2 separate regions of the Sus scrofa genome follow, and region 1 is linked to region 2. Evidence: chromatin contacts called from public Hi-C data. All regions are on one chromosome and are shown on one strand. The core of a region is the stretch at or near the end of the contact, and the rest is flanking DNA. Distances in the headings are between cores, read along the strand shown.

What was found. A called contact is a pair of places that touch in the nucleus more often than the background predicts.
Region 1: a Hi-C map of liver shows a contact between it and region 2, with 4 times the contacts expected there. The contact joins two enhancer-like sites. A contact is called at or near these places in 6 of 47 Hi-C or Micro-C datasets (alveolar macrophages, embryonic fibroblasts, liver and 1 more).

What each region holds. Positions count from the first base shown.
Region 1 is chr1:84,514,149-84,518,689 of Sscrofa11.1, reverse strand. No RefSeq gene overlaps it. Among named protein-coding and RNA genes, the nearest start is that of FAM46A, 29 kb to the left of the region's middle. Within about 2 kb of position 2,284, at least 6 of the 83 cell types and tissues checked have an H3K27ac peak or open chromatin away from gene starts, as enhancers often do. A contact at or near this core is called in liver, where this site is marked.
Region 2 is chr1:84,328,842-84,333,238 of Sscrofa11.1, reverse strand. No RefSeq gene overlaps it. Among named protein-coding and RNA genes, the nearest start is that of RPL18, 47 kb to the left of the region's middle. Within about 2 kb of position 2,223, at least 14 of the 83 cell types and tissues checked have an H3K27ac peak or open chromatin away from gene starts, as enhancers often do. A contact at or near this core is called in liver, where this site is marked.

The DNA.
Region 1 (4,541 bases), core at 1,035-3,534, 190 kb before region 2:
TCCCCACAGCATCTGAGACCAAGACTCCTCTTTTACTGCCCTATTTTTACCTCTTTCCCATCTCATTCCTTCAGGAAAAAAATTGGTTCTACAAAGTCAACTACCACTTGAGAAAATGAACCAACTTCACAGAGCACTAGAAGAATGACAGCTGATATTGATCAGTTCTGATCAATACACCGACGTACTCTGTCCTATATGCTTTACCCGAATTAACTCACTTTCCTCTCACAGTAACCCTATGATGTAAATGTTCCTATTTCCCCAAATTTTGAAGATGTGAAAATGGGCACCAGAAAATTCAATGATTTTCCTAAGGCTGTCTGCGGAGTAGAAGGGCCATGCTACCAAGCCAGTCAGGCTGCCCTGTAGTCTCTCCTTCCTCCATTGCCTCTAACAAGTTGATACCTAGATTGGATAGGTTCATCAGCCAAAGGCAGTCTCCTAAATCTGCCTTAACCCCAGAGACTACTCTCCCAAGAGGATTTTGGAGCTGAGCATGAGGGAATAGGCAGCCTTCCTGGGGGTGGGGTGAGGGGGACACTTTGAGTAAAAGGCTGTCCCACAGTGGTCAGTGTGGCACCTGGAGGCCTTGAGGGGAAAGTCTCTGTTCATAAGAGACACATATTGTTTCTTGATCAGTTAGAAATGGGCAGCCTTTTAGGCCTCACTATCTAGAGCTGGCTCACCTTACTCTGGTGGATGGTCCTCCACTGGGCCCACCTGGGGGGCTTGGTCACAGCAGGAATGGGGTGAATCCAAGGGAAGATCGTGACCAGGAGTTATCAAATTACAGCCTGGGCTTGTGACGCAGCCACTCAGAAGCCAAGCATTTCAGAGAACATCCACTCCTTTGTCAAATGGGGAAGAAGAGGCTGGAGATGGCTCATTATCCCGGGTTTTTGGAGCTGCAGAGCCCTTCAGGAATGGAACAGATCATGTCCAACTGGGTTACTGAGGATAAATACACTAAAACTGCCAGGATGAGCTTGGGGTTTTGACTTTTGTGGATGTGCCTGTCCTCCCGAAGAAACTATGTAGAACGTGTCACAAGAAGGCTTTACCTGTGAGCCCATACCAAATAAGTGATGGCAGAGCCAGTTGTAAGAGCAGCTTCTATGCGAATAGACTTAGCGATGATCATACCAAGTGAAGTAAATCAAGAAAGTAAATATGGTATGATATCACTTCTATGTAGAATCTAAAAGTAGGAGTTCCCTGGTGGTGCAGTGGGCTAAGGATCTGAGAAGATCTAGCATTGTCACCGCAGTGGCTAGGGTTGCTGCTGTGGCATGGGTTCATACCCGGCCCAGGAACTTCCACATGCCATGGGTGCAGCCAAAAAGTAAAAATAAATAAATAAATGGACAAAAATAAAGAAATCATACAAATAAACTTATGTTCAAAACAGAGACTCAGAGATATAGAAAATGAACTTTTGGTTGCCAAAATGGAAGGGGGTGGGTAGGGATAAATGAGGAGTTTGGTGTTAATAGATGCTTACTACCATATGTAAAATAAACAGGAGGAGTTCCCGTTGTGGCACAGTGGAAACGAATCCGACTAGTAACTGTGAGGTTGTGGGTTCAATCCTGGCCTTCCTTAATGGGTTAAGGATCCGGTGTTGCTGTGAGCTATAGTGCAGGTCGCAGCCGTGGCTCAGATCTGACTTTGCTGTGGCTGTGGTGTAGGCCAGCAGCTACAGCTCTGATTTGACCCCTAGCCTGAGAACCTCCATTTGTCGCAGGTGCGGCCCTACAAAGCAAAAAAAAAAAAAAAAAACAACAAGGACTTACTGTATAGCACAGGGAACTATATCCAATATCTTACAATAGTCCAAAATGGAAAAGAATCTGAAAAACTATATATAATTATTACATAAAATCTGAATTGCTTTGATGTACACCTGAAACACATTATAAGTCAGCTATACTTTAAAAAAAAAAAAAAATTCCAGCAAGTTTCAAAAAGCAAAAAAAAAAAACAAAACAAAACCAAGAAAACCAGCTTCCTTGGCATTCCTAAGCTTTCTGGCATCCCACTCCCTCCAGTGGGCTCTGGAGCTGACTGGCTGAGATTCTAAACAACAAAGAAAACGTAGCCTCTCCCTGGGACAAAGACAGTGGCCTCAGGCACCTGGAATGGCAAAAATCTGTGCCCTGTAGCAGTACTTCGAGGATAACAACAGGGTGAATTCAGTTACTGTAAGAACAGCGTCAGTCATTCCTACCTCTTTTGCAAGGAGAGCTTTAACCTCTGGGCTGGCTGTTCAGTTGAACTTTCCTCTCACACATGATTCTTTACTACTGATATTTGACCTTTAACTTGGATAAGCTAGGTAAAAGGATCCTAAGGTGTTTCACAGGTTTGCTGGTTTGTTTGTTTTGTTTTCTTTCTGCAAACACAAGGCTCCATTCCCCATAAATAAGGCGATTTGGAGATAAACTGAAATAGATTTTCTAGGACTTCAGAGGTGGCAGGAACCTTTCAGAATTCTCAGATATCCTGTGAAATGTGCTTTACGATCCATTGCACAGGACAGAATCCACCAGGCTGCCCAAACCCACGTCTTCTACACTTACCAGTAGGATGAAGCTAGACCCTCTGATGATGTGACTGAACTAAAGGCTGATAGGAAGACTGTAGAAGGGGTCATGAATGTGGGTGGGGCTTACAGTGGAGCTTCTGGGAAGTCCCCTGTGTCTTTCCTTTCTCTCTTCCTTTCTCCCTCTCTTCCATCCCACTGTTACCTGTGGTTGGGAAAGACTGAAAGATGTGAAAGCTGAGTTTTAAGTCCTATTTAAATGCTATGAGCTTTACTTTTCCCGGTTTGCTAAGGTCTTTCTTGCATGTAAGATGGAAATGACACTCACCTCACAGGTTAATTGTGAAGATTATGTGAGAGAACATTTCGGAGGTTGAGAATAATTGCTTGATGCATAGTAAATACTCAATAGCTAGAGACACTTATTCCTCTCTTGTTCAGATGATGCTAGAAACCCTTTAATTTTGAAGAAAAAGCCTTTCAATTAGAGATAAGCAATAAAATTTCAAGTTGATATGTTACTATAGAGTCTACATCAAATTTGGACGACAGTGGAGCAGAGGCCCAGGTGTCTTAGAGATTTCCAACAGACAGTGACTCTGGATGCCACACTTCATGTGTTAAATTTCACCAGTTCTGGGAGTTGTGGCTCAGCGGCTAACGAACCTGAGTAGTATCCATAAGGATGAAGGTTCGAAGCCTGGCCTCGCTCAGTGGGTTAAGGATCTGACATTGCTGTGAGTTGTGGTGTAGGTTGCAGACGAGGCTCGGCTCCCATGCTGCTGCACCTGTGGCGTAGGCTGGTGGCTTCAGCTCTGATTTAACCCCTAACCTGGGAACTTCCATATACCACAGGTGTGGCCCTAAAAAGACAATAATGTAAAATAAAATAAAGTAAATAAGTGTCACCAGTTCTGCAAGGACACTCAGTTGAGGGGTTGTGAAGAGAACTCAATCAGCTGGGTTAGTTCTAGCTAAAGAAATAATCAAGCTAGGGTTCTCACCTTTCGCCAACTATATTTTTAAGAGATGAAGATAACATGTTAAGGTAATATTTTGAAGTGTTTTATTACTTTTAAAAATATGTTATCTCATTAATAGAGAATAAGTTACCAGAAAAGAAGGATAAAATAAAATGTTAAGGCAATAAACATTGCATATATATATATATATATATATATATATATATATATATTTTTTTTTTTTTTTTTTTTTTTTTGCTTTTTAGGGCCACACCCACAGGTGCCATAGGGAGGTTCCTAGGCTAGGGGTCTAATCCAAGCTATAGCTGCTGGCCTACACCACAGCCACAGCAACACCAGATCTGAGCCACGTCTAGGACCTACACCACAGCTCATGACAACACCGTATCCTTAACCCACTGAGCGAGGACTGGGATTGAACCTGCAACCTCATAGTTCCTAGTCAGATTCATCTCTGCTGCGCCACAATGGGAACTCCAACATCACTGATGTTGATTGAACTCGTATGCTTGCCAAACAGGTTCCAAGCATTTTTCATGTGTGACTCTATCCCATCTCACATTATCATGTTGGATACCCTTATTGTTTTAGCTATGCAGCTAAGGAAACTAACTTGCTCACGGTCACAAAGCTAGCACACAGTCTTGGCCACTACACTACCTGCCTGGTCTTTAGTTGCAAGGTATTAACTAAACAGATGGAATAGTTATCCCTAGAAGTGTTTTATTCAATGTAAAAGGCATCTTTTTTAACCAACAGGGCTTAGATTTTAGGTCTTTACCACATAGTGTGAAATGGCAGTTGGTCATTGTCTTCATAATCATATAATTTTAAAGCTCAAAAAGATAGGGACCATCTAACTAAGTCTCTAATTTTCCTGATTGAGAAATTAAGAGATTATATAGTTAATTAGTAGCAGATCTGGGACTAAATTTTGGGCTTCCTAACTTTCTATATTTAAATTCAGGGCTCTCCCACTCTTTTCTACTGTATTATTGTATTTTATTTTTATG
Region 2 (4,397 bases), core at 974-3,473:
AAACAAAATTTTCATTGAAAAAGATGCCTGCAACCGTATGTTCATTGCAGCACTATTCACAATAGCTGAGATATGAAAACAACCTAAATGTCCATTGAGGAGTTCCCCTTGTGGCTCAGCAGAAATTAATCTGACTAGTGTCCATGAGAATGTTCAATCTCTGGCCTTGCTCAGTGGGCACAGGATCTGGTGTTTCCATAAGTTGTGTAGGTTGCAGACGCAGCTAGGAACCCATGTTGCTGTGGCTGTGGCGTAGGCCAGCAGCTGTGGCTCCAATTTGATCCCAGCCTTAAAAAGCAAAACAAGGATTTCCTGTTATAGCACAGCGGAAACAAATCTGACTAGGAAACATGAGGTTGCAGGTTTGATCCCTGGCCTTGCTCAGTGGGTTAAGGATCCAGCGTTGCCATGAGCTGTGATGTAGTTCGAAGATGTGACTCAGATCTGATGTTGCTGTGGCTCTGGCGTAGGCCAGCAGCTGTAGCTCCAATTGGATCCCTAGCCTGGGAACCTCCATATGCCGTGGGTGCAGCCCTGAAAAGACAAAAGACAACGAAAGCAAAACAAAACAAAAATAAATAAATAAATATCAACAGATGAATGGATTAAGAAAATGTGGTACATATACACATGGAATACTACTCGACCATAAAAAAAAAAAAAACAAAATAATGCCACTTGCAGCAACATGGATGGAAATAGAATTTTCATACTAAAGGAAGTAAGTGAGAAAGAGAAAGACAAATACCATATAATATTACCTATATCTGGAATCTAAAATATGGCACAGATGAACCTATCCCCACAGAAAAAAACTCATGGACATAGAGAACAGACTTGTTGTTGCCAAAGAGTGGGACGGGAGTGGGATGGACTTGGAGTTTGGGGTTAGTAGATGCAGACTATTTCATCTGGAGTGGATAAGCAATGAGGTCCTGCTGTATAGCACAGGGAACTATATCTAGTCACTTGTGGTGGAATAAGATGAAGGATAATGTGAGAAAAAGAATGTATGTATATGTGTGTGTGTGTGTTAACACATATACATATATATATATGACTGGATCACTTTGCCATTCAGCAGAAATTGACAGCAACATTGTAAATCAACTATAATTAAAACAAAACAAAACAAAACGAAAACCTTGCTGGGCCAAACGAAACCTGTCCTTGGGCCATACTATTCCAAGGGGCCACCGAGATCATCACTGTCTTCTCATTTTTCAAATCCCCACCACATGGACAGTTGATCTCACTCCCGCAGAGCTGGGATAAGCCTTCTGAAGATGGTTAACATGGATGGAAACCCACAGAAGCATGTGAGAGCATGCCTCCAATTATTCCAGGGTGGATCCAAAACAAGGACCATATTGCTTCACCCCTGTATTCTATGTCCTAAGCTTATTTGCAAATAGTAGGCATTGGGATCTCACAGGAAGCACGTCACACCAATGGGAGTGATAATATTTAACAATCACCAAGGGCTCCTGCTGGGTTAGGCACTCTTCTGAGAGTTTGCCATCTGCTGTTTCATTTGCTCTTCCCAGCTCACCCGTGACGTCAGTCCTGTCATTATCCCAATTTTACAGGTGAGAGAAGGGAGGCTCGAGTCACACAGGCGGTGAAGGGAAGATTCCATGGCTACAAAGTCCACAATTTTAACCAAAATGTAAATACTTATGATAAAGCAAGAGTGAGTCAGTAGTTCCAGGGTTGTGCAATCGGGTGGAGGGAAGAAACTGATTATAGGTAATATTTAACAGGGAATTTCTGCTGGCAGAGATAGGCCCTGGTAGCGTTCTAGAGAGAATAAGAGCAGTGAGTCCGGGGAAGTTTCACTAGGAGCTTGGGTGGGTGGGTGTGTGGGGATGGAGTGTGGTCTGACCAGGGGTGGGTGGAGGCAGCATTGAGACCATTCTCTCTGTCTCTCTCTGGCTTCCCCCCCTCCACCCGCATCTGTCAACTGACGCAAATCCAAACTAAAAACTAAACTAAACCTAGAAAAAATAGTGTATTTCATATATTGGAAGCACATTTGATTTTCTCTCCATCTCCCACCCCATTCCCAGGGGTCTGGCCTCTATCATGTTAGTGAAATAGAAATGTAAACATTAGTCACATGGAGAAAAGTACTGAGACTGCTTCCCTTTACCCACCCCCCACCCCCGAGGTATGTATGCTCTACAGGGCGGGTTTGTTTGTGTTGTGGATATTTCTTTCAGAGGGAGGGGCCAGAATAGATCAGAAAGGGTGAACCCCCAACCACAAAGGGGCCTCAAGAGGCAGAGCCTAGAGCTGCTCTGCCTACCTCTGCAGGTAGGGTCAGGGTGAATTCCAGCACCCACGTTGGCAACAACAAACAGATTCTTCCCCTCATTCCTAATGTTACTCTGGGATGGTAAATTTCATGTGTCACTTTGGCTAGGTTATAAGGCCCATAGATTTAGTCAAACATTAGTCTAGGTGTTTCTGGGATAGTAATTTTAAGCTGAAATTACATGGAATTCAGTAGACTTTGAGTAAAGCAGATTTTTCTTCTTAATGTGGGTTGTGGTAGATCTCATTCCATCATCTGAAGGCCTGAGTGGAAAAAGACTGCCCTCCCTAGAAGGAGAGAGAAGACCTTTGAACTTGCACTATAAGTCCTATAATGCCTTCCTGGTCTGCAGTTTGCCAGCCTACTCATAGATTTTGGACTTTCCAAGCCTCTACAATTGTGTGAGCCAATGTCTTAATCTCCCTCTCTCTCTGTCTGTCTCTCTCTGTTGGTTGGTCTCCTGTTTCCCTAGAGATCTTTGACAAATACCCACACCATTTTAACACTTCTAAGGTGTAGGTTTTTGTCAACATCCTTGAAATCATTAGGCATCTCAAGTTGATTTTGTTTTAAGTGAAATATGATTGTTCTTAGTATTTGATAGTGTATTGAACTTCCCCCCAGCTAGATATAAATTTGGAACATGCAGACCAAGAGTTTGCTGTATTGAGCCACCTGTTATATAATAACCATCATTTATGATTTAGGTCCCCATGCAATGACTTCTCTCCAAGGATCTAGAAACTCTGTAAAGTTTTAACCAATTAGTTTCCAACTGCCATCTGTAAGCTCTGTAAAATAAGTTTTTTCTTAGGGGATGCAAAATATGAACCTTTTGAGGTTGATAGAGCCTAAAAAGAATGTTCTGAAAGGAGAGAAAAGAAAATAGACTATATGTTTCCTCAAATAAGACTTATTACACTATTTAATCCCCGCTGTCCTTTCAGCCCAAGTTTATAGCATTTTAATCAATTACTGTGCCTTCTTTATTCTACTTCAAGTAGCCTTTTGTTTTTCTACCTGGTATATTTTCAAAAGAACTGGAAAACTGGCCAATATTACAACACTTTCAATTTTCTTACACGAGACCAGCAGCTCCTGGAAGGTAGAACAAGTCTTAGGTGTGCATGTATCTCTTGTACTCAGCATGTGCACACGAGTATTTGAACAGTTGTCAGCACATGCATGTCATGAAATATATAGACTACAGTGTGATGTGCTGGCAAAAGTCCAGGCATCAAAGGGAGACCTGAGAATCTAGGTACTCAAATGGGAGTATATATTTACACACACATATAGCCTATAAGTGTATGTAAGTCTATATGTTTGAGTGAAAGAGAGAGAGAGGAGCTGAGTGAATGAGAGAGATTGTTTCTTCTAGGTTGTGAATGCCTTGAAGGTGGTTTAGTCAAAAATAGAATAGGTGTGGTGCCATCAAAACACCAGTTTATATTGGTTCTGCCACAGACAGGCTATGTGACTTTGGCATATTACTTAACTTTTCTGATCTTCTGTTTTTGTACTTGGAAAGTGAACATTATGATACCAGTGTTGGAGAATTTTGTAAGGCTTAAAGGTAACTTCTGAAAGAAACAGTCACATGATATGCTCATAGAAATAGTAGCCCTCATCACTTCTGTCACCTTTCCTGCTGTTTCTGCTGCTGCACCAGGCCAGAGCCTTGCAGTTGGAAGACACTCAGTCATGTTTGCTGAATGAATCACAAAGAAATGTCTTAAAAACCCACACATACTATTTTTGGCTCTCTATACAAAATGCAATAAATTTTACAGCCTGACTCTTATAGTGACAAAGAAAAGAATCATTCATGACGTGATACTTTTTTTATCCCAAATTTTCAATATTTTCAACTCAGGAATCATCAGCTTCATTGTATTATTCATGGTCTAATCTCTTTCATTTATAAAAGTCATCTTCATTTAAATGACAGCAACAACAAACCAATGAACAGAACTCCAGATGCTTTAGTTAAACCACAGAACCTATGTCAAGTTTATGGTGTTATTAGTTTGAATTTTCACATGCGGAACCAAAATGTTCATTTGTAATTTTTAAGAGA